Linked DNA regions of Mus musculus: all the other regions are linked to region 3. The links are chromatin contacts, called in public Hi-C and HiChIP or PLAC-seq maps. All regions are on one chromosome and are shown on one strand. The core of a region is the stretch at or near the end of the contact, and the rest is flanking DNA. Distances in the headings are between cores, read along the strand shown. Region 1 has its middle 14 kb from the start of Gm40489. Region 2 has its middle 60 kb from the start of Gm33831. Region 3 holds the start of Dusp4 (dual specificity phosphatase 4). Region 4 has its middle 15 kb from the start of Gm33831. Region 5 has its middle 84 kb from the start of Gm29243. Region 6 overlaps Gm46038 (a long non-coding RNA gene). Region 7 has its middle 33 kb from the start of Gm33831.

Evidence for each region. Hi-C and Micro-C count contacts between places; a contact is called where the count stands out from the background. HiChIP or PLAC-seq counts read pairs in DNA pulled down with a chosen protein or histone mark.
Region 1: a contact with region 3 is called in an H3K27ac HiChIP or PLAC-seq map of trophoblast stem cells, with 12 read pairs. The contact joins the enhancer-like site here to the promoter of Dusp4 in region 3. A contact is called at or near these places in 10 of 39 promoter capture datasets (cancer-associated fibroblasts, cranial neural crest, embryonic stem cells and 6 more), 3 of 15 datasets of contacts at CTCF or cohesin (CD8 T cells, the NIH/3T3 cell line and large pre-B cells), 12 of 484 Hi-C or Micro-C datasets (the 3T3-L1 cell line, bone marrow-derived DN2 thymocytes, bone marrow-derived macrophages and 7 more), 33 of 115 datasets of contacts at active chromatin or transcription factors (the 230-238 cell line, CD8 T cells, the HPC-7 cell line and 23 more) and 1 of 9 other capture datasets (liver).
Region 2: an H3K4me3 HiChIP or PLAC-seq map of embryonic forebrain shows a contact between it and region 3, with 9 times the contacts expected there. The contact joins the enhancer-like site here to the promoter of Dusp4 in region 3. A contact is called at or near these places in 6 of 39 promoter capture datasets (the 3T3-L1 cell line, the C10 cell line, hippocampal neurons and 2 more), 3 of 15 datasets of contacts at CTCF or cohesin (embryonic stem cells, large pre-B cells and pro-B cells), 13 of 484 Hi-C or Micro-C datasets (CD8 T cells, bone marrow-derived macrophages, cerebellar granule neurons and 8 more), 29 of 115 datasets of contacts at active chromatin or transcription factors (CD4 single positive thymocytes, the NIH/3T3 cell line, T-cell acute lymphoblastic leukemia and 22 more) and 1 of 9 other capture datasets (embryonic stem cells).
Region 4: a contact with region 3 is called in an H3K4me3 HiChIP or PLAC-seq map of forebrain, with 8 times the contacts expected there. The contact joins the enhancer-like site here to the promoter of Dusp4 in region 3. A contact is called at or near these places in 5 of 39 promoter capture datasets (the 3T3-L1 cell line, embryonic stem cells and frontonasal cranial neural crest), 2 of 15 datasets of contacts at CTCF or cohesin (the NIH/3T3 cell line and large pre-B cells), 12 of 484 Hi-C or Micro-C datasets (the C10 cell line, the P5424 cell line, bone marrow-derived macrophages and 8 more) and 28 of 115 datasets of contacts at active chromatin or transcription factors (CD8 T cells, the NIH/3T3 cell line, VIP interneurons and 22 more).
Region 5: a contact with region 3 is called in a Hi-C map of the N1E-115 cell line, with 5 times the contacts expected there. The contact joins the enhancer-like site here to the promoter of Dusp4 in region 3. A contact is called at or near these places in 9 of 39 promoter capture datasets (the 3T3-L1 cell line, the C10 cell line, cranial neural crest and 3 more), 2 of 15 datasets of contacts at CTCF or cohesin (large pre-B cells and pro-B cells), 8 of 484 Hi-C or Micro-C datasets (CD8 T cells, the HL-1 cell line, the N1E-115 cell line and 5 more), 29 of 115 datasets of contacts at active chromatin or transcription factors (CD4 single positive thymocytes, the NIH/3T3 cell line, T-cell acute lymphoblastic leukemia and 23 more) and 1 of 9 other capture datasets (embryonic stem cells).
Region 6: a contact with region 3 is called in an H3K4me3 HiChIP or PLAC-seq map of forebrain, with 8 times the contacts expected there. The contact joins the enhancer-like site here to the promoter of Dusp4 in region 3. A contact is called at or near these places in 7 of 39 promoter capture datasets (the HPC-7 cell line, embryonic stem cells, hematopoietic stem and progenitor cells and 2 more), 2 of 15 datasets of contacts at CTCF or cohesin (the NIH/3T3 cell line and large pre-B cells), 19 of 484 Hi-C or Micro-C datasets (the 63-12 cell line, 8-cell embryo, the N1E-115 cell line and 14 more), 30 of 115 datasets of contacts at active chromatin or transcription factors (the 230-238 cell line, DN3 thymocytes, T-cell acute lymphoblastic leukemia and 21 more) and 3 of 9 other capture datasets (adipose tissue, liver and pancreatic islet).
Region 7: a contact with region 3 is called in an H3K27ac HiChIP or PLAC-seq map of DN3 thymocytes, with 8 times the contacts expected there. The contact joins the enhancer-like site here to the promoter of Dusp4 in region 3. A contact is called at or near these places in 2 of 39 promoter capture datasets (embryonic stem cells and liver), 2 of 15 datasets of contacts at CTCF or cohesin (the NIH/3T3 cell line and large pre-B cells), 1 of 484 Hi-C or Micro-C datasets (bone marrow-derived macrophages), 24 of 115 datasets of contacts at active chromatin or transcription factors (DN3 thymocytes, SST interneurons, T-cell acute lymphoblastic leukemia and 17 more) and 1 of 9 other capture datasets (embryonic stem cells).

Annotation. Positions count from the first base shown.
Region 1 is chr8:34,500,983-34,504,606 of GRCm38.p6, reverse strand. It overlaps the pseudogene Gm8268. Among named protein-coding and RNA genes, the nearest start is that of Gm40489, 14 kb to the right of the region's middle. Within about 2 kb of position 1,751, at least 9 of the 459 cell types and tissues checked have an H3K27ac peak or open chromatin away from gene starts, as enhancers often do. A contact at or near this core is called in trophoblast stem cells, where this site is marked.
Region 2 is chr8:34,325,167-34,328,472 of GRCm38.p6, reverse strand. It overlaps the pseudogene Gm4889. Among named protein-coding and RNA genes, the nearest start is that of Gm33831, 60 kb to the left of the region's middle. Within about 2 kb of position 2,007, at least 73 of the 459 cell types and tissues checked have an H3K27ac peak or open chromatin away from gene starts, as enhancers often do. A contact at or near this core is called in VIP interneurons, cerebral cortex, cortical neurons and 7 more, where this site is marked.
Region 3 is chr8:34,805,851-34,809,245 of GRCm38.p6, reverse strand. It overlaps Dusp4 (dual specificity phosphatase 4), which reads right to left and starts at 1,636. Exons shown (of 4, transcript NM_176933.4): 1 at 1,073-1,636. The coding sequence starts at 1,517.
Region 4 is chr8:34,370,114-34,373,715 of GRCm38.p6, reverse strand. No RefSeq gene overlaps it. Among named protein-coding and RNA genes, the nearest start is that of Gm33831, 15 kb to the left of the region's middle. Within about 2 kb of position 1,520, at least 25 of the 459 cell types and tissues checked have an H3K27ac peak or open chromatin away from gene starts, as enhancers often do. A contact at or near this core is called in VIP interneurons, brain, cortical neurons and 1 more, where this site is marked.
Region 5 is chr8:34,298,982-34,302,583 of GRCm38.p6, reverse strand. No RefSeq gene overlaps it. Among named protein-coding and RNA genes, the nearest start is that of Gm29243, 84 kb to the right of the region's middle. Within about 2 kb of position 1,978, at least 34 of the 459 cell types and tissues checked have an H3K27ac peak or open chromatin away from gene starts, as enhancers often do. A contact at or near this core is called in the N1E-115 cell line and stem cell-derived motor neurons, where this site is marked.
Region 6 is chr8:34,465,462-34,469,046 of GRCm38.p6, reverse strand. All of the region lies in intron 2 of Gm46038 (a long non-coding RNA gene), which reads right to left. All of the region lies in intron 2 of Gm39160 (a long non-coding RNA gene), which reads left to right. Among named protein-coding and RNA genes, the nearest start is that of Gm39160, 5.7 kb to the left of the region's middle. Within about 2 kb of position 1,921, at least 4 of the 459 cell types and tissues checked have an H3K27ac peak or open chromatin away from gene starts, as enhancers often do. A contact at or near this core is called in forebrain and pro-B cells, where this site is marked.
Region 7 is chr8:34,352,160-34,355,603 of GRCm38.p6, reverse strand. No RefSeq gene overlaps it. Among named protein-coding and RNA genes, the nearest start is that of Gm33831, 33 kb to the left of the region's middle. Within about 2 kb of position 1,918, at least 18 of the 459 cell types and tissues checked have an H3K27ac peak or open chromatin away from gene starts, as enhancers often do. A contact at or near this core is called in DN3 thymocytes, T-cell acute lymphoblastic leukemia and memory CD8 T cells, where this site is marked.

The sequences.
Region 1 (3,624 bases), core at 502-3,001, 300 kb after region 3:
ACATTTATACTATATATATTTTATCATATTTTAATGTTTTATTTTGAGATGGGTCCTCACCATGCATGTCATCCAGGCTAGCTTTAACCATCCAGGGCTCATGTGAATGCCTTATCTCAGGTTTTTGAGAGGCCAGCTGTAGGCACACACCATCACATCTGCAGCCACAGGCTTCCTATCCTGTCTTGAGGAGACTGTGCCCTGGAAAACAATGTGCCATATCTCCCAAGTTCAATGTTAACCCACATGTGCCTATGTATAGGGAAGATCTTGTAGACACACCAGGGAGACAATTTAAACAATGTTCACAATCATGTGATCTATCAAAATATGGAATTCCCCTTCAACATGATGAGTAACAGGATAAGTGCATAAACTATGGTATAGACAGTCACACAGAGATAGTCGTGACAGTTAAGATATATGAGGTATAGCTACCTAGGAAGTTTTGTTTTAAATATTTTATGCAGACCCCAAGTTAAAGGCAAAGTCTTCCACAAGACTCCCCTCATTTCAGATGCCAACTGTTGGCCTCAGGGTTCCTCGGGTCACCTGCATTTGTAATCACTGCTGTACATCTGATGACTCCCAGGATTCCTTTGGCTTGCTACTTTACTGTCATCACCAGTTCTCTAGAAGCTCGTACACAGGGAGAGATGGATGTGATCAGGTTTACATCCTTTCTCCATGAAACCAGTCTACTGGTCTTCCAAAAGACTGATGAATCCTTAACATTCAGAAAGGGACCCCTGAGTGAACAACTCGGAGCTGGGGATCGATACAAAAGCATGAGGAATTTATTGTTCCAGCATGCTCGGGTTGTCATCCTGCACCCGAAGGAGAAGTGGTGACCCTGGGCATCTGGCAAGTATTTATACAGTTTCCAGAGGCAGACTAGAACATCGGCAACAAGACACAATACGATTGGCAGAACAGTATGCCCTTTAAATTGATTGGTCTTTAGGGAATGAGGTAGTAGGGGCTTAATTAGCCTCTTCCTTCCTGCCTACATGCTCTCTGACCTGTTTCTTCCAGGAGGGGAGGGGTGCCTGGTGGAATTTTCCAATGGCTCTGAGCTGAGCTGACCTCTTCATCATCATATCCCATCTCTACGTCTGGCTCTTGTTCCTATCTTGAAGCGTACCCCTTCTAACTTGTTGAAAGTGTTCTTGTAAAAACCATGGTTTTACTAGCTGCAGATCATAAGTCTGTGCTTACCATCTCTGTGGGCGGCATACTGAGGCCATGATAAAGTGCATGACCTCTACCATCCAGGCTCTGTGCAAGCAAATGCTGTGCTGCTCTCACTATGAAGACATGTTCAACAATACATGCATGTATCAGAAGTATTGCATGTTACTTAATGGCATGTCTGTAGTTAAAACAAAAACTGCAGACCAATCCAGGCCCAAGAGCGTTTTTTAAATCTTGTATATACCCAAGCAGTGACACTGTCATGTGCTCTCAGAATGGAGAATGCTGACTTAGTAGAGCCACCTCAGCAATGACTGAACCCTTGGGTTCCCCAGCTCTACAAAGAACAGAACAGTTGGGACTGAACAATCACTCATGTTTCCTCAAACCATTCCTGGCAACAGTTATCTTAAGTCACATTTCCTGGAAATAGACCTCAGGACAGAGATTGGGTCTGCTGGATTTTTTTCTTTAATTAGGGAGTTGTTACACAGTAAAGAAGTCCTTTGACTTGGGTCCCTGGCATAGAGTTCCAAAAATCCTTGGAATTTCCTGAGTAATAGAAGTGTGCTTATCACACTGATGAAATGACTCAGGAGGGGCGTCAGACTGCCTTAGGAAGTGGTCTTACCACCAGACACAGCTGTAGGCTTAAAGGGTTGGACCTGAGCCTGTGTTCATGAAGGAGATAGGAGGGGAGAGACTGAGCTTAAAGATGTGCCCAGTGCTTTCATCATTCATATCTAGTGTAGACATGAATGATATCTCCCTCACCCAAAACTCTGAGCTACAAACTCAGTGGACCTTTCTGAATGTTAAGGATTCATCAGTCTTTTGGAAGACCAGTAGACTTGTTTCATGGAGAAAGGATGTAAACCTGATCACATCCATCTCTCCCTGTGTACGAGCTTCTAGAGAACTGGTGATGACAGTAAAGTAGCAAGCCAAAGGAATCCTGGGAGTCATCAGATGTACAGCAGTGATTACAAATGCAGGTGACCCGAGGAACCCTGAGGCCAACAGTTGGCATCTGAAATGAGGGGAGTCTTGTGGAAGACTTTGCCTTTAACTTGGGGTCTGCGTATAATATTTAAAACAAAACTTCCTAGGTAGCTATACCTCATATATCTTACCTGTTACGACTATCTCTGTGTGACTGTCTATACCATAGTTTATGCACTTATCCCGTTACTCATCACGCTGAAGGGGAATTCCATATTTTGATAGATCACATGATTGTGAACATTGTTTAAATTGTCTCCCTGGTATGACTACAAGATCTTCTCTAAACATAGGAACATATGGGTTAACATTGAACTTAGGAGATAGGCACACTGTTTTCCAGGGCACAGTCTCCTCAAGACAGGATAGGAAGCCCAGGGCTGCACATGCCCACAAAGACTTCCAATTTCCCCAAGTCATGTCACTTTTCTATAACAGAATGGGAAGAAAATAAAATCTCACCGTCGCCTTGATTTTTATTTCTCTGTTCCCCAGGGACGATCCTTATCTTCTCATATCTTCATTGGCCACAACTCTTCTCAGAATTATGTGAGTCTGGTCTGCATTCTCTTCCTTCCTGTGTCTACACTTTCTACTTAAGGCTGACTCCTGCCTCAATTCCTTTAGAGACACACTGCTGGTGGCACACACTTTCCTTCGACTTTGGTTCTGGAAGTGCCTTCCTTTCTGTCCCATCACTGAAAAGTAGTGTCACGAGTTCTAGGCTGGCAGGTGTCTGGGGTGCACTGATGATGTTGGTCCCTTTACTGACTCCTACAATTACAGCTGAGAAGTTGGCCGTTCCTTTGGTCGCTCCTTCAAGGGCGGCCACTTTCCTTCCATTCCCCATGTTTTAGCCAGTGTGTGCAGATGTGACTACGCCCCAAGCATGTGTGTTGTTTTCAGTTTTTAACCTAACTTTGAAATTCTAGACTCATTCTTGCATTTCTTCTGGAAAATTGACTGTCACCTCTTCAAATACGGCTGTAACCCCCATTTTTTTCTTCTGGTGCATTTTCAGTAATGCTATGAGGCTTTCTCTGCAGTGCCTGATTGCTATCCCACAGGCACATTTATCTCTACTGTCTCTGACTTCTGTTATGGGCGGTTTCTTTTGGCCTATATTCTAGTTTGTTAATTTTCTCTCCAGCTTGACCCGATAACGCTCATGCATCCACCTATTAAACCCTGTCTTGTTATATTTCTTACACATTCACTTTGTTTGATTTTCAAGACCTCGAGAAGCTTCAAAACTTGTTTCTTATAGGCACATGTGAGCTTATCCTTCGCTTCTTAAATATGCCAAATATGGATATTCTCTTCAGCAATTAATAACTATAACACGCAAAGTCCTTAATTGTTTCCTAGGGTCATTTGCTATGTTGACAAGCTCTAGTTGCCAATGACTTGCTTCCTGGTGTGCATATT
Region 2 (3,306 bases), core at 758-3,257, 480 kb after region 3:
TTTTTTTTGGCCTCAAGTTTATTTGTAAAAACAGCATAGGATACTGGTCATCTGCAAATAGCATGTGGGTAGATGTGTCACAGCAGTCCATCTGTCTTCACGTGCAGGAGTCTTTTCAATGGGGCCTTCACAGGGGCCTGGGCACCTTCGGGAGCCTGGGCTGGAGCTTTGGCCTCTGCCTTGGTTTGAACCTTGGGCTTTGGTTGGCAAAGCCTCTGACCCTTGGCCATGTAGCTTCGAATCTGCTTCCCAAGCTTGGGGTGAGCGATGAAAGCCAGACGGTTGAGTTTGTGGCTTCTTCCCTTTGGCATCTTGGGCTTGACGGCCTGAGGCTTCACCAGGGCCTTGATGGCCTCTGCGCGCACACTCACTGCCTTTGCATTATTGGCCTGCATCTTCTTCAGGCCTTTCTTGATGTGCTTTTTGGCAAAGCGCATGTTCCTCAGGAACTTGGGATCAACCCCCTTAAGGGATTTGTATCTTTGCGACCGGGGTTTCTTGATGCCGTTTCTGTGCCATTTGCGGGACTGGTTGTGTGTGGTGTGGTTCTTAGACTTAGCCGTGTCTGCACGGTAACCCGCAGCTCCCGCAGCGCCTGGGACTGGAAGAGAAAAACTCTTTGAGAGACTATTAAGTCATACAACATGTCCCCTCCATTGAAGCAGGAAGGTCCCATGGAAAAAGCAGCCCTTTATATGGGGAGTGAAAGGAAGTCTCCTCTCTTTCCACCTTGGAGTACTGTGGGGAAACTATAAGGAAAGAAAGGGAGCCTCACAGAGGCATGTCTTCATTTCCATCCCCGAGTTTTTGCGCTAGGCCTAGCCGAGTACAGGGAGACATTATCTCTGCTACCTACATAGCTGAGTACTATGGAGAGTTCTGGAGAGGGATAGCTGCCACATGCCAACCCAAAGCCAGGCTGATCAGCTCGGCAAAGCAGAGAGAAGAGATGGATAGATACCCTGTGCTTTCTCTTTTCCAAGCCATCTCCTCACCTGGCAGTGATGGCGAAAATCAGGGACCTGTCCAGATCAGCAGGGACAGTGTCCAACAACCATGGCCACAGATAGACCCAGAAGGCAGGCAAGCGAGGAGAATGCTACCGGGCCCAGGATAGTAACCCAACTCCTGAGGTAGGGAATGAGAGATCAGCCTGAGGGCACAGTCCCTGCACCAGGAGGTCCAGAGCTGCAGACCGGACTCCCTGTCACAGGATGCTTCCATATGCCAGATGTCACTGAGAAAGAGACACAGCCAGAAGCAGAGGAGGCCATCTGAGATTCAAGGCATTTTTTTTCCCTAGAAGTCTGAGCCTTCCTTGAAGGCTCTGTTTAAAGGATCAAATCAGACATTCAACTCAAACCAAATTAGACATTTAGGTTTTTTTGTTTTTCCCCTGTTCCACTGGGGGTGGGGTGTGGAGTACGGCAAATCATGAATTAAACTGAGACAGTTATAAACAAAAATACAGAGATTACATTTTCTTTTCATGCCCGAGCTACAGTGGGAATTGAAGTTTTCAAGCATTCTCCCTGCCATCGTGCCCTTTCTGGAAAGGCCAACAGCTCTGGGTTAATTTCGGAATTTACAAAATAACCAGATAACAAACAGGAATTCTATCCCCGGACTGCAGAGAAGTGGGCTACCTTGCAGCGCGTCACTGATTTATCACGCCAGCTGTATGTAAATTCAATTTCAGAACTCAAATTGATTTTGTTTCCAGCCACTAAATATCCAGGTGGCTCGCGGCATTAATTAGAATTGACGACGTGGGGTTTAATAACTCCGCCGTCTGACTTGCACGTCTTCAGAATCCCACGCCTTGATGGTCCTGCGGATGGGCTGTGAAGTGTGGGGGGCTAGGGGGCCTGGAAGTGAATCAGGAAGCAGGGGTGATGATCATTCAGGAGATGAATCTTTTCATGGCATCCTCTCCTCACGCCTGAGCAGGTTATGTCACAGGGCTGGCAGCTGGTGCGCCAGAGTGAGGCAGCCAGCCGAGGTGAGAATCCACGGAGCTCCCATCATTTGCGCAGGGAGGGGCTTCTCTCTCCTCAGCACCCCAGGATTTCCTGGGACCAGTGAGCTAAGAGCTGCCCATCCCCCCTCCCCCAGAAGCTCTAACAAAACAAAGCTCCAACCAAGGGCTAGCCCAGAATGTGGTTGGTAGCTTTGCAGTGGAGCTGGGAAGTGAGGGGGCGGGGAGGGGGAGGGGCGGGAGCGGGGGGGGGGGGGGAGGGAAGAGCTGATGGCGTTTGACATCAACTGCTGGTGGCCCCACTGACTTCGGATGCTTCCAAGACAGATGAATCGCTGACTTCTACATTCCCAGGGAAAGCGAATCATCAGAGAACGCCTGGCATATCACGGGCTGGTCTCAGCTGCTACCCAAATGCTCCGTTAAACAGAACATATGGGGTTAACTGCATGCCTTGCCTCAGCACCTCTAAGGATTCAGCTGTGTTTGACAAAGGGTCTGAAGGTGAGGTTACCCAGAAACCACTTAGGGAAATTAGGCAAAGAAGCATCTCCCGGCACCAGCTGCCTGGTGCCGTTGAATTCACTCCAAATATTCTCTTTTTGAGCTAATTACCAGGGATTAGGCTGGAAATCCCCTCTGAAACCATATCTGCTTTGCAGATAACCACCTGGATGTGGATATAAATGTGGAGGTCACAACCACACAGCTCCACGAGAAGCGGCTTAGTTCAAACTCCTTGACTTGGGCCGATTTCAAAGTATTCACTCTTAACAAGCAACGACAACGCAGAGATTCCCTCTTGAAAGAGCCCTGCATGTGTTCAGAATCCAGCAAACCTCAGGCATCCTCTCTCTGCCTCCTCAGTACTGCGGTTACAGGTGCACGCGGCTATGTCCAGAGTTTGCCCTGGGTACTCTGGATAGGCCGAGCTCTATCCAGAATGAATGTGACCACTTAAGGGAGGAGTTACAGTAAGACCTGTGGATACCATCCTCAGCAGTGACCTATGGACTGGCAGGAAAAGAAAGAAAAAAAAAGACTACATGGGGGTATGGACTTAGCATTTCTTGCAGTAGGGGATGTATAGAAAATAGAGTACAAACTAATCCAAGCTAAAATGGAACCAACATTTGGAGTCCATGGAAAGAACCAGACAGGGAGGAAAGAGAGAGAAGGGTAGATGTGTCGGAAGATAACCCTTTGGGTCCCATCTTTGAGACAGAGGAAGGCCATGTTTAGGAAATACCATGCCATCCAACTGCTTGAATTAGAAAAGACGTTTACACAGGCGATGAGACCCGTCTCTTGTAGTCCTGTTTGTGAGG
Region 3 (3,395 bases), core at 387-2,886:
TGGAAGACGGGGCGAAGAGCCTCGGCAGGGAAATGGGCGGCTCTTGGAAGGCGGAGGTCGGACAAACCTCCAGGCTTTGGAAGCAAAGACCAGACCCGCGCGAAAGAATGCACGGAATGCGGTGGCCGGAGGTAGGGGAGCAGCGCAGCAGGGGGCGCCCGACCCCCCCACACACACACACACCCCGCACCCTACAGTGCTCCCCAACCGGTGGCCGGCACACCGAGCGAGCTGGCAGGTGCGGCGAGCGGTCCCTCCCCTTTGCCAACGTCTGAGATACTGCGCGATCCTTTTGGGGTGTCTGACTTCTCAATGTGACAAGCCACCCTCTCTCCGGCCACCTAATTTCCTACGCCAGGGTTCGCTCGAACCAGGCACGCGCCGCTGGCAGAGTCGAGAATGATGTGTGAACAAAAGGTGGTAACTCTCTGCTCCCGGGATTAGCAGGAGCAGGCGCGGTTGTGCCTGGTGTCCCCCCACCCCCCCAAATACAGCACTTCAGCCTCCCTTAGACCGGGGCAAGTGGGGGTTGGCCGCCATCCAAGAAAGCTCTGAGTTTAGGCAGCGGGGAAAAAAAGAGATAGCTCCCCAGGTCTGCACCCCAATTCTCCTTTCCTCATTGACCGATGTGTATGAACTCCTGAGACAGCTCCTACCCTAGCATTCACCTTCCTTCACCCCCCTCTAGGGTTCCCGGGGTTATACCGAACCAGGCCTCTCTCGTCCCCGTGGGACCTAAGAGCGCGTTCTCAGTACTTGAAGCTGGGCTGCGCAGAGGAACCGCTGCCAGCATCCAGGCCAGAACCGTTCGCGTAAACAAACACGGAAACTCCAAGACGCGTGCGGATTGCAGGTGATTGGGGAAACGCGCCAGCACGGCCTCCCCGGGACTCAGGCTCCAAACCACAGCAAAACCGTTCACACTGACACGCACAAAGACACGCGAGGAAGGGGACTCCAGCACCCCGTAGTCACTCGGGTACTTTCCTCCCAATGCCCAGCAGGGCTCAGGCCGCCAAGTCCCTTACACTACCTACCCTCCCACCTCGCTCTCCCGGGCACCCACGTTTACCTTTAAGCAGGCAGATGTCCGTGCGCTCCGCGTTCCGGCGCAACGCCTGCACGACCAGCGACACCGTGCTGTCCTCCCGGAGACTCTCGGCGCGCGGGCTGCGCTCGTCGTAGACGATGACAGCCGAGTAGAGGCCAGAGCGCAGGCGGGCACGCACCTCTTCCTCGGCGGGCAGGATCTGCTCCAGGCTCACGGAGCCCTTGGCCCTCCGCCGCACGATGGTATTGCAGCGCACGTTCACCGAGCCTCGGATGTAGCCCGCGCTGTGAGCCAGAAACGGCCTGCAGTCCAGCAGCAGGCACTTGCCGCCGCTCAGCAGCCCCAAGGCGCCGTGGCTGCCGCTGCCGTTGCCGCCCGCGCTGCCGCCGCCGCCGTTCTCATCCCGGTTCATCAGCCTTTTGAGCACGCTGCAGTCCATCTCCCGCAGTTCCTCCATCGTCACCATGTCGCCGGCAAAACGCAGTAAGCTGGGGAGCTAGCTGGAGAAGGCCAAGGGCACCGGAGCCAGCTAGGCTAACAAGAAGGAACCAGGCGAGGGCTAAGAGGGCGCCTGCAGAAGTGACCCGCAAACTTGGCCCCAGGCTCTTCTCCCTCTAACACCCCTGCTTCCACCTCCCGCAGCCTCAACGTTACATAGCAGTCCCAGCCTTCTCTGGCGCCAAAGCTGGCGGGCGCGCGGCACCCGGGGCAAGCGATCGAGCAGGGGAGTGTGTTTACGAGAGAGGGCTCCTCTCGGTTTGTCGCCTCTGGTGTGTTTTGCTAGCTAGGGCTGCTTCTGCCGTGGGCTCCGCCGTTTCCCCCACCGCTGCACCGCCGGAGCTGCACGCACTGCCCCAGCCAGAGTTTCCTCCTCTGGCTTAGAGATTTATTAATGCTCGCCGGCTCTCCCGGGGGAGGGAAGAGTCATTACTACCTCGCCAGGCCCCGCCCCCAACGCAAGCTTCCCGCCCCGCCCCCACCCCGGCTCGTGAATGGAGCGCCGGCCCCCTCGCACCCAGTCACGGGGACTCGACGTCACAAAGAGAGGAGTAAACAGGGCGCTCGGTGCTGGCTGCCAGGCCCATTCATAAAACGGAGACCTAGAGGAAGAAAAGGAGGCAGCCTCCGACCCGCCCGCGAGCCGGCGGCTCGGGGACTTTGTGAATGGAGCCGCGGCGCGGTGCCCTGTCCTTCCTCAGCCCCGGAGCGCGGCGATCCTGGTAGAGATCGTTGCGGGTGGCGACGCGGGGCCTTACTGAGGCCTGGGCTCTCCGTGTGGAGGTCTTCACCCCTGCGCTCCCCCCCACCCCCCCGGCCTCCCCAGTCTTCGAGGTCTCGCTCCTGCAGCTCCGAGAAACCTGACACTGTGCGGCTGCCACCCCGTAGGGCTTGGGGACCTCTCCTCGCCGGACTTAATCTCGTTCTTCGTGCCCGGCCGGTTGTGTTTTGTCTTTGTTTTTTTCCATGCGATTCCCCGGACTTAGTTTATACATTAGCGTGATCGATTTCCATCCCGAGCTATTACATCTGGTTTATAGCTTCCCGCGGAACCTGGGCCAACGCAGATTTAGAAAGATGAAAGGGAAGGCCCTCGCGCCGAAGCCCAATAACAAAAGAGAGGTGGAGGGGTTTGTTACTTTACAACCCAGAGGGGGGCGTTAATTGGCCGAATGCTGTGCCCGTGCAAGAGAATGGGAGGCACTCGGGCCCAAGCTTCCTAAAACCTGCTTTTTTAACCATGGGGGGGGGGGGGGGGAATACCCGGAGGTTTTCCTCTTTGGTGGGAGTCCTCGCTTCCCTCCTCACACGCAACGTCCTCTAAGGAAATGACGGTTAAGGTCTACATTTGGTACGAAGGAAAAGATGCTGAAAAGTGCCCATGGGAAGAATGACCTTTTATAAAAGCAAATGTAATAAGCTAGGAGACGATTCGAGTTTCCGCATCCCTCTTTCCAGGTCACGTAGCATCTGCCACCCCCCATTTTACTTTCGGGGGGGGAGCATTTAATTTCCCAAGGGCTCGATTTTGGCAAGAGAGGAGGTTATGCGCGCATGTGGTGGGGACCTTACAGAGAGCCAAAAAAATTATTTGGCCGAGATCTTGCCAAGTCTTGTTAGCAAGAATTAATCACCGAACAAGGGAATTACGGGGTTTGGTAGCGGCGGCCAGGTCGAATATTCCATTTCAAGTTGCGACTAAGCCTGATTAAGGCAGCGAGGGCCGCCGAAGCCTTGGGGTCCTTCCCGCCCTGTTCAGCCTCCTCCACTGTTACCCTTTGCTTTGTTCTCTGCGTAGCTGCTCGCCCGAGATCACCTCCAGCTCTCATTTCAAGGCCTTCTACCG
Region 4 (3,602 bases), core at 271-2,770, 440 kb after region 3:
AGGGCAGGGTCGCTTGGCCTGGTGGCATACAGTTCTGATCTCGCCTACTCAAGAAGCTGAGACTGAAGTATTAAAAATTCAAGGTCAGCCTAGGCTACAGAGTAAATACTAGACCATCCTAGGCAATTTAGAAAAAAATTCTATCAACTATAAAGTAAAGAGAGGGTGTGGGGGCCATGATTCGGCGCCAGTGTGAACAAAAACCCTAACGCTTTGAAAATATAAGGGCTCCATCTCAGGGTCCTGTCCACGGAGTCCACTGCTCCTCACAACAGGCCGCACTGTCTTGAAAATGGGATGATCATTATCTGAGCAGAAGAGGACTCATACTAACCCCCAGGAGATGGAGAACAGGTGTCAAAAGGGAAATTTGGGGAGAGGGCCATTCAGTGTTGTGACCTGCTTCAAAGGGCTAAGCTGCTAGGCCAGGGATGTATCCCCCACCTGAAGCGGGGTCCCCAGTACACCTAAGAGGGGAAGCTTTCGGAGCTTAGAGTAGGGCCAACCACAGGAAACCTGCACAAGAAATCCTAACCTCAATGGTCACATAGTCCCGGGGAACGATTTCTATCGAGGCTGGGTTCCACAAGGAACTTCCCGTTCTGGAGGACCCAGAAGTCGGCTCAGCAGGAGGTGGGACGGGATGCTCTTTTATGTATCCTCTGCTCTATTACAAAGCAAGGCCCCCTTCCCTCCCACTCCCACCCCACCCCAGCCATGCTGCTGCTCCAAAGGCTGCCCCAACCCATTGTCTCCTGGGCCACAGAATAGCACTTTCTGCCCACAAAGAAATGTAATTTACAGGCCACTTTCTCTTTAATCCACCAGAAAAAGGCAGGATGATGAGTCTGTGGGCAGAAATCCAATGTTACAAGGATTTCAACGGATGCAAATTGTTTCCTGGATAAGGGCTAATGACAGCTAATAGGCCGGTGCCGGGGGCTAGGCGGATGACCTAGCACCAGCTTCCTATTTCTGTCGGCCAAAATCGCAACTTCCATCTGCTATTTTCATCCTCCTCCCATGTTATTGTCACTGTGGCCACAGTTTCACACTCCTACTCCTCCCAAAGGACGTGAGCATGCTATTTTACATAGGAATACAAAAGCCTGAGCCTTCCCTCCAAGCTACTGGGAAATGAATCAGCACATGCCTCAGCTTCCTAGCCCACCTGAGTGGTCACGTGCGTGCGTGCGTGCGTGCGTGCGTCCATGCGTGCGTGCCTGCCTGCCTGCACTGCCCAATTTGGTTTGTTCAAAATGGAGTTGCTTGGAATGTATGAACTAGCAAGCCACTGAGTAATGGTGAATCACCCCTGGATGTTTTACCCAGGCCTCAGACAAGGAGCTGGCTCCCGTTGTAGCTTTTTGGGGGTCACTTAAATCCATCAGAGAGGAACGCACAGCCCCAAGCCTTGTGCTGAAGATGAAGCGCTGATCAAGAGCAAGATCAGCCGGGCACATAAAGACTACCAAGCATCCAAAAAGTGTTTCTGAGAGCTGACATCAGCCCACATGTTGGCAAAGCAGTAGAAAGTGTGGGAGTCAGGTGGCGAGGGAGGGGGTGCTCCAAGGATGTAGAAAAGACGCTAAAAATCCTTGTTTGACAAAGCAGGCTTGGGATGTGGTGGCAGAACACCACAGCCACACTGTCTTGGGCTAACTTAAGTTTTCTGTTTCTCCCATTATCCCGTTGCTGGTCTCCCCAGATGCTCTCCCACCCCCAGCCCTGCCTATCTCCAGCCCGGCTCTCATTAAGCTGCACAGCATACCTTTCTCGGGCTTCCTGACTCAATTTCCCCAGCATCATTCAGTCTGAGTCACAGGTTTTAATCACAAAGGCATTATGAAGTGTGCTTCTATTTCTATTCCCTCCGCTACGCTGTGACCATCTCAGGAGTAATGGGTTCTCGCCCATCTTTCTACCTGCTGTTATCCACGCAGAGCTTTAATGAATACCTCCTGGATAAATAAGGAGCGGCGAGGGACCAAGGAGAGGAGGAAAAATGGAAACTGGGGAAGGGAGGGAGAAAGCAAAGAAACAAGGAGGGCTGAGCTTATAGCTCAGCGAGATAATTGCGGAAACCATGTGATACAGGCTGGCTTGTACCAGGGAGAGCAAAGAGCAATTAAAATGTTTAATCTTCCTTGAATACTATTGATAAGGCTCTACATATGTGATTGACAAGGAAAACACAAAGACTTGCTAAGAGACTAAAAAAATGGGTTTTGAATGGGGTGATCTTGTTGCAGATAATAAGCTGCTTGCTGGCCCAGCTGCCTGCCTGCTCTGAGGTGTTGATGGCTTCTCCCTGCTGGTTAGAGAATCTAGGTAGAGAGAAAAACGGCCCTGCTGCTCACCGATCTGATCCCCTCCCCCAGGGAAGCAGGAAGACTTCCTCAGCCAAAGCTTCTGAAGGAGCTGACAGGCTTTCAAGAGCCCACCTCACCACTGGCCCCGAGACCTGCTCAGACCCTTTTAGGGAGATGCCAGAAGGAAAGGGGCAGACAGGAGGAGGCAGAGGAGGCCTACATGGGGGGGGTGGTGGTGTATCATTCCCTAACTTGTCAAATTTGCCTTTCCTCCCAACATCTATGAATCCATGCAGATGCTCTGACTAACCTGCTGAAGTGTCTGAGGAGAAGAAAGATTCCCTACCTCCTTGTTGATAACCAGGAAGCAAGAGTGTGGCTGAAGAGGAGGGGTAAGCCCCTAGAGCAGACTCACCACTCAACTTCCAACTCACACATGTCTATGGGAATTGGGGGACATGGTGAGTCACTTTATTTGTCAGCTTGGCCTGGGCCACAGGGTGTCCAGATAGTTGCTCAAACATTATTCTGGAAGCTGTTGTGAGAATTCATTAATTAAATTAGGTGGATGAGATTAACAGCTAACTCACTGTATTTGTTTTATGTGAGGGAATGGTCTATATGTTGTCTTAGTCAGGGTTTCTATTCCTGAACAAAACATCATGACCAAGAAGCAAGTCAGGGAGGAAAGGGTTTATTCAGCTTATGCTTAAACATTGCTGTTCATCACCAAAGGAAGTCAGGACAGGAACTCAAGCAGGTCAGGAACTTGGAGGCAGGAGCAGGTGCAGAGGCCATAGAATAATCTTCTTGTTTGCTTCCCCTGGCTTGCTCAACCTGCTTTCTTATAGAACCGAAGACTCCCAGCCTAGGGATGGCACCACCCACAATGGGCCTTCCCACTCTTGATCACTAATTGAGAAAATGTCCCACAGCTGGCTCTCATGGAGGCATTTCCTCAAGGGAGGCTCCTTTCTCTGTGATAACTACGCTTGTGTCAAGTTGACACCCTAAACTAGTGTGTGTGTGTATGTGTGTGTGTATACATATATATACTTATTTTTGAGAATTTCATATATGTACATAATATATATTGATCATATTTATCCCTGACTTCCCCATTCAAACTCCTCTTAGCCCCAACACATCTTCCTCCTGACTTCATGACTCTCTCCTCCTCCTCCTCCTCTCCTCCTCCTCCTCCTCCTCTCCTCTTCCCCTTCCATAAGCCATTGAGTCCAATTAGTGATGCTCATATGTAACAGGTGTGGAGCCATCTACTGTATCATG
Region 5 (3,602 bases), core at 729-3,228, 510 kb after region 3:
ATGACTGTAATACAGACGACCCTGATGATAATGATGACAAAAATTCAAAGCAAGCACCGTTCATAACCAGCAATGTCTCATGGAAAGTCATAAAAGGGGATTGTGATCTTGCCTGAGAAGAGCAGGCCTTATGGCCTCTTTTCAGAACACATGGAGCTGACACACCCTCCCCAGTGTTAGAATTGAAGGGTTTTTTTTATAAACCTCCAACCAGGAAAGTGAGCAAGACAGAAAGACAGCTTGATCAGCAGGGCAGTCCATTCCGACTGCTGGAATAAAGGTGCCGGTGAACTGTGTGGCTTACAAAGAGTGGACATGTATTTTTCTCAACTCTAGAAGTAGAAAGCCCAAGCTGTCCAGCAGACTGCAGATCTGGTGTTTGGAGCGGGCTGTTTGTTTCTCGTGAGTTTTTGCACAGTACTATAATGCTGTGCTCGCCTCTAGCAGAATGGCAAGGGGTGGGGGTGGGGAGATCCGACACATAGACTTGGAGGGATCAGAAACATTTAGGCCAAGGAACCCCCAAGCATACATCTTAGCTCTGTTGATCCGAACCCTAGGGAGGTCTCTACACACATCAAGTTGTCTGCTAACCTCTCCAGTGGGCCACGAGTACAACTCTCAAGTTCCTAGTTCTTAGTGGAGTCTAATTCCTTCCTGGGAATCAGAGCCTTTCTGAAAGCACACCACCCTGGTTTACAGCTGCCTCCCTGCTGAGGAGTCCTGCTCATCCCAGAACCTTGACTCTTCTGTCATCCACCTGTTCCTTTTCCTTCTCATTTCCCCTTGAGTCAAGATTGCAATTTTTCAATACAGAACCCAGGGGTCTACCAACTACTTACTCAATCCTGACCTATATACCTGCTTATCAACTTGAACCTCTAATCCAACTGGGCTTCCTCTCCTTCATCCTTCTCTCCTTCCTACTGCCAAGTTCTAAACTGGCCCACAAGCTAAGCCATCAGAGAAAGAGCACTATCAATACCTGGTACAGCATTCATTTTTGAGGAGCCATTGTGAGCCAGCACACCCCTGGACAGTGCTTCTCTACTTTCTGCAGAGAATAGACTTACAGACGCACCCCACGTATGCTGGGAATAGCAACAACTTGGTTTCAGTGAAGAAGATCAGAGGAAGGCACATATAGGCCACCAAGTTAGAATACATTTCCTGCCCCAATCCCAGCTGCTACAGAGGGAAGGGGCGTGGGTCTTCAACTAATAGCTACTCTAGCTTGTTGACAAGCTTTGGTAGAGTTAGTAACCAAGGCAAAGAGCATCCCTAGCAACCCATCCAGAAAGACACATGAGCTCAAGCTAAGAGAGAACCAGGCACCAAGTAAACTGATGACAAACCCTGCTTCCTTATGAGCCCACTGTAAGCACAGCTATTCTTACATTCATGTTTTCCTATTGGTGCTCATGATGCCCGCCCCTCCCCCAGAGACTATTGACAATCACTGACCGCAGGAGAGAGTGCCATCTTCTTTAGCAGTGTCTGTGTTCCATGTCCTAATAAATAACTCTCCATGCATGCATGCACTTACACGCACAGATGCGTGCACACATGCACACACACACACACACACACACCATGGCACGAGAGTCAGAAAGAGACTTGCTGGGGAAGAGTTTCAGTAGAACAGGGCAAGAGTGAGATGAGATGGTGGATATGAAACATGACCACGACCTGCTGTTTGCTTGTATGAAACTGTCAGTAAGGGTGGAGCAGCCTGCTATGGGAACACAGACCAGATTTGGCACTGTGCCTATCAGTTTGCCAATGGCAGTCCTGCCCGACTCCCCCACCATGTGAAGATTTGAAATACAGATGACTTTGAGCACCGCCTCAGGAACACTGCCCTTAGACTTCCGTGTGGCACAAATTTTCCAGTCACCCTCAGTCTCGTCCTTCATGTCTGAGGAAGCAAGCACAGCTACCAGACTGGGTGACGACAGCTGTCCAGGGGAGAAGCCGTTCTTAGACCGGATCTAGCAGATGAAAACCAGACCCACCCCCTTCCCCGTGTGGTGTGGGTCTTGTTCCTGCTTCTGTTGCTGTGACAGCCAAGTGTCAATTATCTCCCATGCGTGAAAGCAAATATTGTGATAGCCTAAGAAACCTACCAAAGTCAGAAGACTCTGGCGGCTGCTTGGCCAGCTGCCCGCGGCGTGTCTTTATTATGGTAATGGCTCTCAGGAAAGGAGGCTCTACTAGATGGAAGGTTCGGTGCTGACCCCTTCAGCAATTTATAATCTTCATTTTCCCATCTTTCTCTCTTGGCATTCTCTATCTGCTCCTTTTTAAGTCTTGTGGTGGAAGTTTGCTTCTCTTTGCTTAGGACAAGTCCATCCAACCATGCATCTATGTCTCGGGACCCAATTTAACATGTGGTTTATGAAGACTCTGGAACTTTGAAGGCCTTCCATATTGTTTTGAATATAAATACTCAGGGTTTTGAGAGAAACATGAACCTGTAGGGTATGGGTGGGTAGATAGATAGATAGATAGATAGATAGATAGATAGATAGATAGATAGATAGATAGATAGATAATACATTCATGCATATATACATACATAGTATATACATACATACATACATACATACATACATACGTACATACATATGTACATACGTACATACATCATGAAAAGAATGATGACGAACGATTGAATGATTAATAGACAGATGTGAGGGACCAGGAATTAGACAGACTCCTTGGTGGGAGGACAGACAAGGAGAGGAGCCGTGATTAGGTAATAAAGGTGGCAAGCTTTCAAAATGGCTGGCTTCTTCCTCACCTTCCTGACATAGGACAAAAGCCTGGCAGATTAAAACAAAGGCCTCATAGACTATTTTCTCCCCGGCCACTAGCCTCCATGCTGCTGGACTGGCTCAACAAGTTCAAGACCACATAGGACATATTACACAATACTGTGGGCCAGTCAACCATCCTATCTTTCTTCAAACTGACCAACCATAAATTAGAGACAAACAAAACAACTCTTCAGAGACTTTTATAAGACAAAGACAGCCCTTCAGAAGAGACTGGAGTCTTCGCTTCCCAGGGTTCCCTCTACCCCTTGCTTCAGAGAGGGTCTTTTTCCTGTGCATCTGCCACACAGGTGTGCATCCTCAACCCCAAGCCTTTCTTCAGCTGTTGCTTCTGTCTGCTGCTGTCTGCAGTGGCTGAGATTGCTCTATTGCCACCTGTCACTCTTGAGATTCTTCCTGCCTTTTAATTTTTTAACTGTCCGAGAAAACAAAGACTCCTAGACAACAAAGACCCCCAATCAAGACTCCCAGAAGTAACAGATGATGACTGCATTGGTAGATACATAGAGGATAGATAGGTGGATTGATGAGAGATGATTCATACAGACTTACAATCATACATACATACATACATACATACATACATACATACATACATACATAAGATACATAAATAAGAATCATTGACTGAAAGATGATGATTTATTGATGAATAGATGGATGATGACTACATTGATAGATACATAAAGGACAGAGGTAGTTTGATGATAGATACATAGATCATGAATAAATTGATGATCAATGATGACTGACAGATAAATAGAC
Region 6 (3,585 bases), core at 672-3,171, 340 kb after region 3:
ATTGTACTATTCTCTTGTTTATATGCTTGATAGTGAGTGACATGTTTAGGCTCTGCTGTGTTGGCTCCTGCTTCTAGAAGGCTCCCTCACAACCAGAATTTTATACTTGTCTATACTTGGCTGTTCAGAAAGAAGGACTGCAGTGATATGGGGTCATGTCAATATGCATTTAGGTGCATTCAGTGTCATTTTTAAGCAAATAGAAGATAGAGGAGCGGTTATAGAATGGGGAATACTCTAGAGTCAGACTATGCTTTATCCAAACATTGACCAAAACATTCACACGTGTGATCCTCATAAATTATCTTAATTCTCTAAAACTTCAATTTCATCATTGGTAAAATGTGACCTAAAGTGATTTAAAGGATATCCATGCTATTACACTCCTGACTTTAGAGATGATACAGAAAGCAATTTGCCCAACATCTAGCAATGGCCATAGATCTTGGCAAATGTGAGGGACTTGGGTGGCTGAAGTTTCACTGCTTAGGTTCTGCCACAGAAGAACAGGGATACAGAGACACCTGAGACACCCCCCACCTCCCACCTCCCCTCACCCCCACTTTATTTACCTCCCTGGTTGACCATGGCTATCTATGGAGACAGTGGTGGTTTGAATAAGAATGGTCCCATAGGCTGTTCTAGTTGACTGCAGATCAGCACTATTTGACAGGATTAGGAGGTGTGGCTTTGTTAGAAGTGTGTGTGTGGAGGTGGACTTTGAGTTTTGTGTTCCCCCACTGCCTGTGTATCAGGATGTAGAATGCTCAATTATTTCTCTAGCACCACACCTCCCACACTTGCTGCCATGCTGACAATGGACTGAACATCTGAAACTGTAAGCCAGCCCCCAAATTAAATGCTTTCTCTTGTAAGGGTTGCCATGGTCATGGTGTCACAGCAATAAGGCAGAACACTAGGACACCGCCCAAAGATCGTGAAGACTTGCATCTGACATCGGGAAATCGATTCCAAACTAACTGGAAAACTTCATCTCTGCTGGCTAGCTTTCATAGTTCCAGAAGGTATTATGTCAGGCTAATGGGAGGGAAGAGAGAAGTGTGGTCTTACCCAGGGCTGGACCCTGTGTGCTACATTACTGACCTGCCAGGCAAGGTGTACCCCTGGCGCAACAGTAGCATGATGGTGAGGAGAGTAAGCTAGGCTCAAGCAACACTGAATAAGAGAGGACAGAAGGTACTGAAGAGTGCTATAAAGTGCTGCCCTCCAGATGTGACATGGCACCACACTTGTGAACTCATAACAGCTATGGTTCCCTGCATAAGATCAAGTCAATTAAACCACAGCATGAGGCCCCTCCCCTGGGCAAGGAGCTATTGGAAGTTGATAGCCACTGGGGTAAGGAGAGTCACTTTTCTTCAGGGGCATGGCCACTGTTTGGTTGCCCATCCTCCACCTCTGTGAAAACACAGGAAGTCGTGAGTGGATTCTGTGGATAGTTAAAACAAGCAAGATGATGTAGGCTTGAGAGAGGGGATGTGCTGATGGGGTGTGGAGAGGAACTGGAGACAGAAGTGGAGGGATGGATGTGAGCTAATGCATTGTACACGTGTACGTAATTACCAAAGAATACACTTAAAGTATGTTCAACATGAATTCCTGCACCTATGCGATTCTCTGGGGGGACCCAGGTTGAGCCCAGCATCCAGAAGATGCCATCAGCCTGCCCAGTTGACCATCAGAGGACCAACAGAGACACTAGAATGGAGCAGACATTACAGACTTGAGGTGCTGCAAATCCTTATGGAGATGAGGTCTTGGAAAAATATTCACCCAGGGTCACTCACTCTGGGCAGCCTTGCTGGGTCCCTCAACTAAGAAGCAGCTGGGCCAAGGCAGGCCTTGGCCCGCTGCCCACAGTGCCCTGAGCTCCATGTGCAGGGCTGGTTCACAGGAAGTTCCAGGAGAGTGGGGCTGTTATTATATTCTAAATGCCTTGGGGAGTTCGAACGGGAAGAAACCTCATGGTAGAGCAAATTTGTAGAAACAAAATGTGACTTCGCCTCTGTTCTGAGTCTTGATTCCGGTTTTATATAAAAGGAAGCTCACTTGCAAGTAATTAGGGGCCAGAACAGATGGTTGAGACCAGGGTATTGCTTCCCAAGCTGGCTAGCTTTTAAATGGAGGGATAAAGGCAGACAGTCTAGAATAAAGAATTAATTTGATATTTGCCTGTGTTCCTTGAAGGCATCATAAACTTTTATAATTGCCTGTATGATAGGAGTATCTCTGTATTAATAGGGGGTCCATAGAACTACACCCAAACTTGTGCCAATGAGAAGAATAAACTCTAGGCTAGGAGGGAGGCCAGTGGTAAGATTAGAGGATTCGGGGAGGTAGGACAGTTTTACATAGAAAGGAGTTGTGTAGTCAGTGATTTAATCAATCTTACCTGCATAGTGAGCCCCTTTAAAAACTCTGGACATCAAGACACACTGTCTCTGTCTGTGTTCTATTGCTGTGAAGAGACACAATAGCAACAACAACTCTTGTAAAAGAAGACATTTAATTGGGGCTGGCTTATCTTTCCAGAGATTTCGTCCATTGTCATCATGGTGGGAAGCGTAGCAGCATGCAAGCAGACCTAGTAGTGGAGAGGTAGCTGAAGGTTCTACCTCTGGATCTGCAGGCACCAGGAAGAACAAGAGACACTGGACCTGGCTTGGGCTTTTGGAACCTTGAAGTCCCATCTCCAGTGACCCACTTCCTCCAACAAAGCCCTGCCTCCTAATCCTTTGAAATAGAGCTACTGCCGGGTGACCAAGCATATCAAATCTATGAGCCCTGAAGATATTAAACCTTTGTGTTTGAGGCTCTTCTAGATTGTGTAGGGCAGGGACTCCAAAATGAGTACCGCTGCCTAACCGATGTAGGTGACTGAGTGACCAACGTGAAGAGGGGGTGCTGCACATCTAGTTGGGACAACTGGACTGACCACCTCATCCCCTCCTCATACATCACTACAGCTTTTGCCACAAGTCCTTTAAAAAAAAAGTCTAGCCTACCCTATCCTATCCACCCCACTTCCAGGGACCTCTTTGGCTATGCAAGGGCTCTGCCTCTTCCTCTTCTCTTAAGCTCCCTATAATGAAATAACTATTTCTAAAACTCACCCTCTGTGGTCTGTGAACTTCATTCTTTGAATTTGAAGGTCATGAACCCCAAAAAAGCCACTGGTTCAAGGCAGCTTTCATAGCTGTCAAGTCTCCAAGGGCCTGAGTCCCCCAAGTTAAGCTACCTAAGAGCCAAAAGAGACTTTGTCACTCTCAAAGACACCCTAGTCTTCTGATATTAATTTCACTATAGTGGATCTCTTCACTGACTTGGGTCTGATTAGTCAGTAATAAAACCACCACAGTAGTAGCATGCTGTTCTGAATTTTGTGAGTCATCATATTGCCTGAGGCAATAGATAGAACATCACCACCTTCAGATTTGAAGCTAGTTCCTCAGAAGTATGGGTAGCCTGGGAACCTGGGAGCTTGTGGGAGGCTTGCAGAGCACAGCACTGTCACCAGCTGCTGTTGTGTGTCCCCTCTTTGCTTGTCTGAGCATTGTCCTTGGC
Region 7 (3,444 bases), core at 669-3,168, 450 kb after region 3:
GCTTAACTTGAGGCACACCCGAGGTTTCAGAGGCAATCACGTGCCCATCAAAAGGAAATTGATGCTTTCATAGGAAAAGAAAGAAAATGGCTAGCATCTTTTCAAACATCCTCCAAGTTCCTGCTCATCAAGGTTTCAAAGTCTTAGAGCCTGGCTTTACGCTGGACACCGTTTTAAAAAGAGAGAGTGAGAGAGAGAGAAACTACTCTATAATTGAAATCACTTAAAAAGAAAAGAAAAAGAACTTCAAAAGACGCAGATTTCCATCAGCAAGCTCGTGATTACCCATCCTACGCAGGGCAGTGAGCCACGCAGGCACAAACCCCGCGCCAGAGTGCCCTACTCTTTGTTTCTAGTCTTTCCCTCCCTCCGAGGCGGAGCTGTTCTGTTCTGGATGCTTTGTGCCCTCCATAATCGCCTCTGAGAGCTGATGACTCCGTCAGCCCCACGTCTTCTTTCCCTCCTTTCCTTGTGTCAGCTGAAGTTAGTCAATATAATGTGACACTATAGTGCTTGGGACCTCAGAGAGAAAAAGCTTTAATTTTATTGTTTTGTTTTTTTAACTTAACCTTGGAAAAGAACTGAGATGGATGAGTGCTTTCTGCAATTTCAAGGTCGCTCTAGAACCCAGAGCCTAAATGCTTCCTGTGTTTCAACCATCTTAGTATAGATAGATAGATAGATAGATAGATAGATAGATAGATAGATAGATAGATAGAATGTAGATATAGATTCCTGCATGTGCCCGTGTGCATGTGTGTGTGTGTGCAAGTGCGCATGTGTGTGCAAATGCACATGCACAGGAGTGTATCTGTGTGCGTGTATATGTTGGTCAAGGTCAGCATTAGGGGTCTTCCTCTATCCCTCCCCACCTTATTTTCTTGACACAAGGTCTCTCCCTGAACTTGAAGCTCACCAAGTCGGCTAGGCTGGGTGAGCAGTGAGCCCCTGGAATCTGCCTTTATCTCGTCTCAGGGCTGGTTTTACAAACCTGTGTTGTCAGGCCCAACTTACATGTGGGTGCTGGAGATCCATCCTCAGGCTCTGTGTCTGAGCAACAAGTATTTTGCCGTCTCTCCAGTTCATCTACAAAGATGTTCTGTCCCAGAAGCTGATCACAAAACAGGCCAAACATCACTCACAGGTAGCTCCCTAGAGTTCACTCTAGTCTGTGGACTAGCTGCGATGACATCTATCTTAGCATGGCCTCTCTCTCTCTCTCTCTCTCTCTCTCTCTCTCTCTCTCTCTCTCTCTCTAAGGGCTTTGGTGTTATCTGATGAAGGAAGACAAAGTGTTTCCCCAGGAGCCCACAGAACCCTCAGAACTAGAGTGGGGAATGGGAGGGAAAATGCCAGAGCTCCTGCAGTCCTCGAATCCTGAAAGATGAACAAGTCTAGGTAGGAGAGAGGGCAGGGGGTGGGAGAGACATTAGCATGTACATGAACATTAAAAACAAAAACAAAAACAAAAACTTGTCTCAGTCGCTTAATTTAGAGAATTAATCTCAACGTCATCATTCAACCAGCTGAATATCATAGTTAACTCCTTTTTTTTTTTCAGCAAACATCTACAAAGTTTCACTAGTGGCTGCTTGTGAGCTGGATGCCAGACCAGCTTGACTTACTGGCAGTACACAGAAATCAGGTAAAGGGCAATGCCCACCCAGGGCAAAGAGGGTACTGTGAGCTTGCCAAGAGAATGACTGGGGTAAGCCAGAGTCACCGACAGTCTTCTCACTGGCTCCTGCCAACATGCCCCACCCCACCCCCAAACCCAGCTCCTATCTAGCAAGCTCTTTGAACAATAGAATTTCATAAACCAGATTGGTAACAAAACTACACCCCACGGTGATGCCTATGGCCATGTGAGCAGACAATGGCCCAAGTGTAGACCTGAGCATTCTGGGAGAAGCTAGGCAGGAAGCAGCTGCCAAGAGCCAGTGTGGGAGCAGCAGCTGTACTCTGGCTCAGGCTGTGCCCACCTCTGCTTCTGCAGCCCAGCTTCCTGCCCATCCACAATGAAAACAACACATGTGAACAAGTGCACACACACACACACACACACACACACACACACACACAGAGAGAGAGAGAGAGAGAGAGAGACAAAGAGAGAGAGAGAGAGAGAGACCAGATCTGGAGGGGCCAGCACTTAATCCATCTTGTTCCACAGCAAGTAAGCAAGCCAATCTAATTCTGGATGTATAGATCGTAGTGGGAAGTGGGCTTCTATGAAAGCAGGCCCAGCCCCTTCCACCCCACCACAGCAATGCCTGCATTCAGCCAGAGCCCTGGGCAAAAGGTAGCGAGACTAATAAAAGACTGATCAGCAGGCCCAAGAGCAGGGGGCAGTGTGGCCCATAATTGGGAAAACTGAACAGTAAAGCCACGTTTGCCAAGGAGCAGAAGTCTCCTTTGTTCTAAAGTAGCACTCCGTGTTTAGTTAAAAGATAGACCCGAGACCCTTAATAATACCTAGTGGGTCGCTTTGTGCCTCTAATAGGACCCACTGCTCCTTGGCTCATTTTAAATTACTACCAAGCAGTGTGTAGGTTGGGACTTCATCAAGGGAAGAAAATCAATCTGAGAGGAAAAGCTATTCCTTAGCAGCAAAAGGAAAAAGGAAAGAGGCAGTTCCTTTAATGCAATCTGAGATGGGATCTGGCTCAGCAGAGATGGGGCAAAAATAGCTTCTCCTGTGGTGCAGGTGCCTGAGTTCCACTTTACAGCAAGTCCACAGGGCCCAACCTCAGGATACCTGGGATACACGTGACATCTCAGTTTGGGACACCCCTTGTAGCACTAGAAGGGTATGGACTTTAAAAGATATCAAATAAGGGTACAGCTAGGACATCGGGGATCATGGTCATTTTATTGGTGTGTTTTTAATCACACTCTTTCCCCGATGAGAATAAAGTTGACAGAAAGGTGCGTTCTTAGTCTGGGTTAAAATGGTGACAGGGTAACGGACCACCATGACATTGGCAGCCACACCTCCTGGATACGGCTGAAACTTGACAGCATACACTTAGTTATAAAAAGATGTATGTGTCAATGATACCCCACGCTATAAGAGTTTGTGATGCTCTATTTGTGTATCCATGCATAAATGCATTAAACAAGACCCCCCAGATCATCAGTTATTGCTTTAGTCCACCGGAAGATCCCATAGTGGCTTCTCTTCCCAGCTTACAACAAGGCTCAGAAACTTTCCCACACTCGAACAAAAAAAATTACTCCACAACAGTATAATTTATAGTTTTGTAAAGACCTCACAGGGAATCCAGGAGAACTTTACAATCAGATACACCATAGTAAGCATTTTTAATCTAGTTTGAATATTTGATTTCTGTCCAGTTTCCCATTCAAGGCTCTGTCCCTTGAAGCCTTTGTCCCCATGATCCTGGTCTCTCTGTCCCCAGACCTCACCCTGAACCTCTCTGA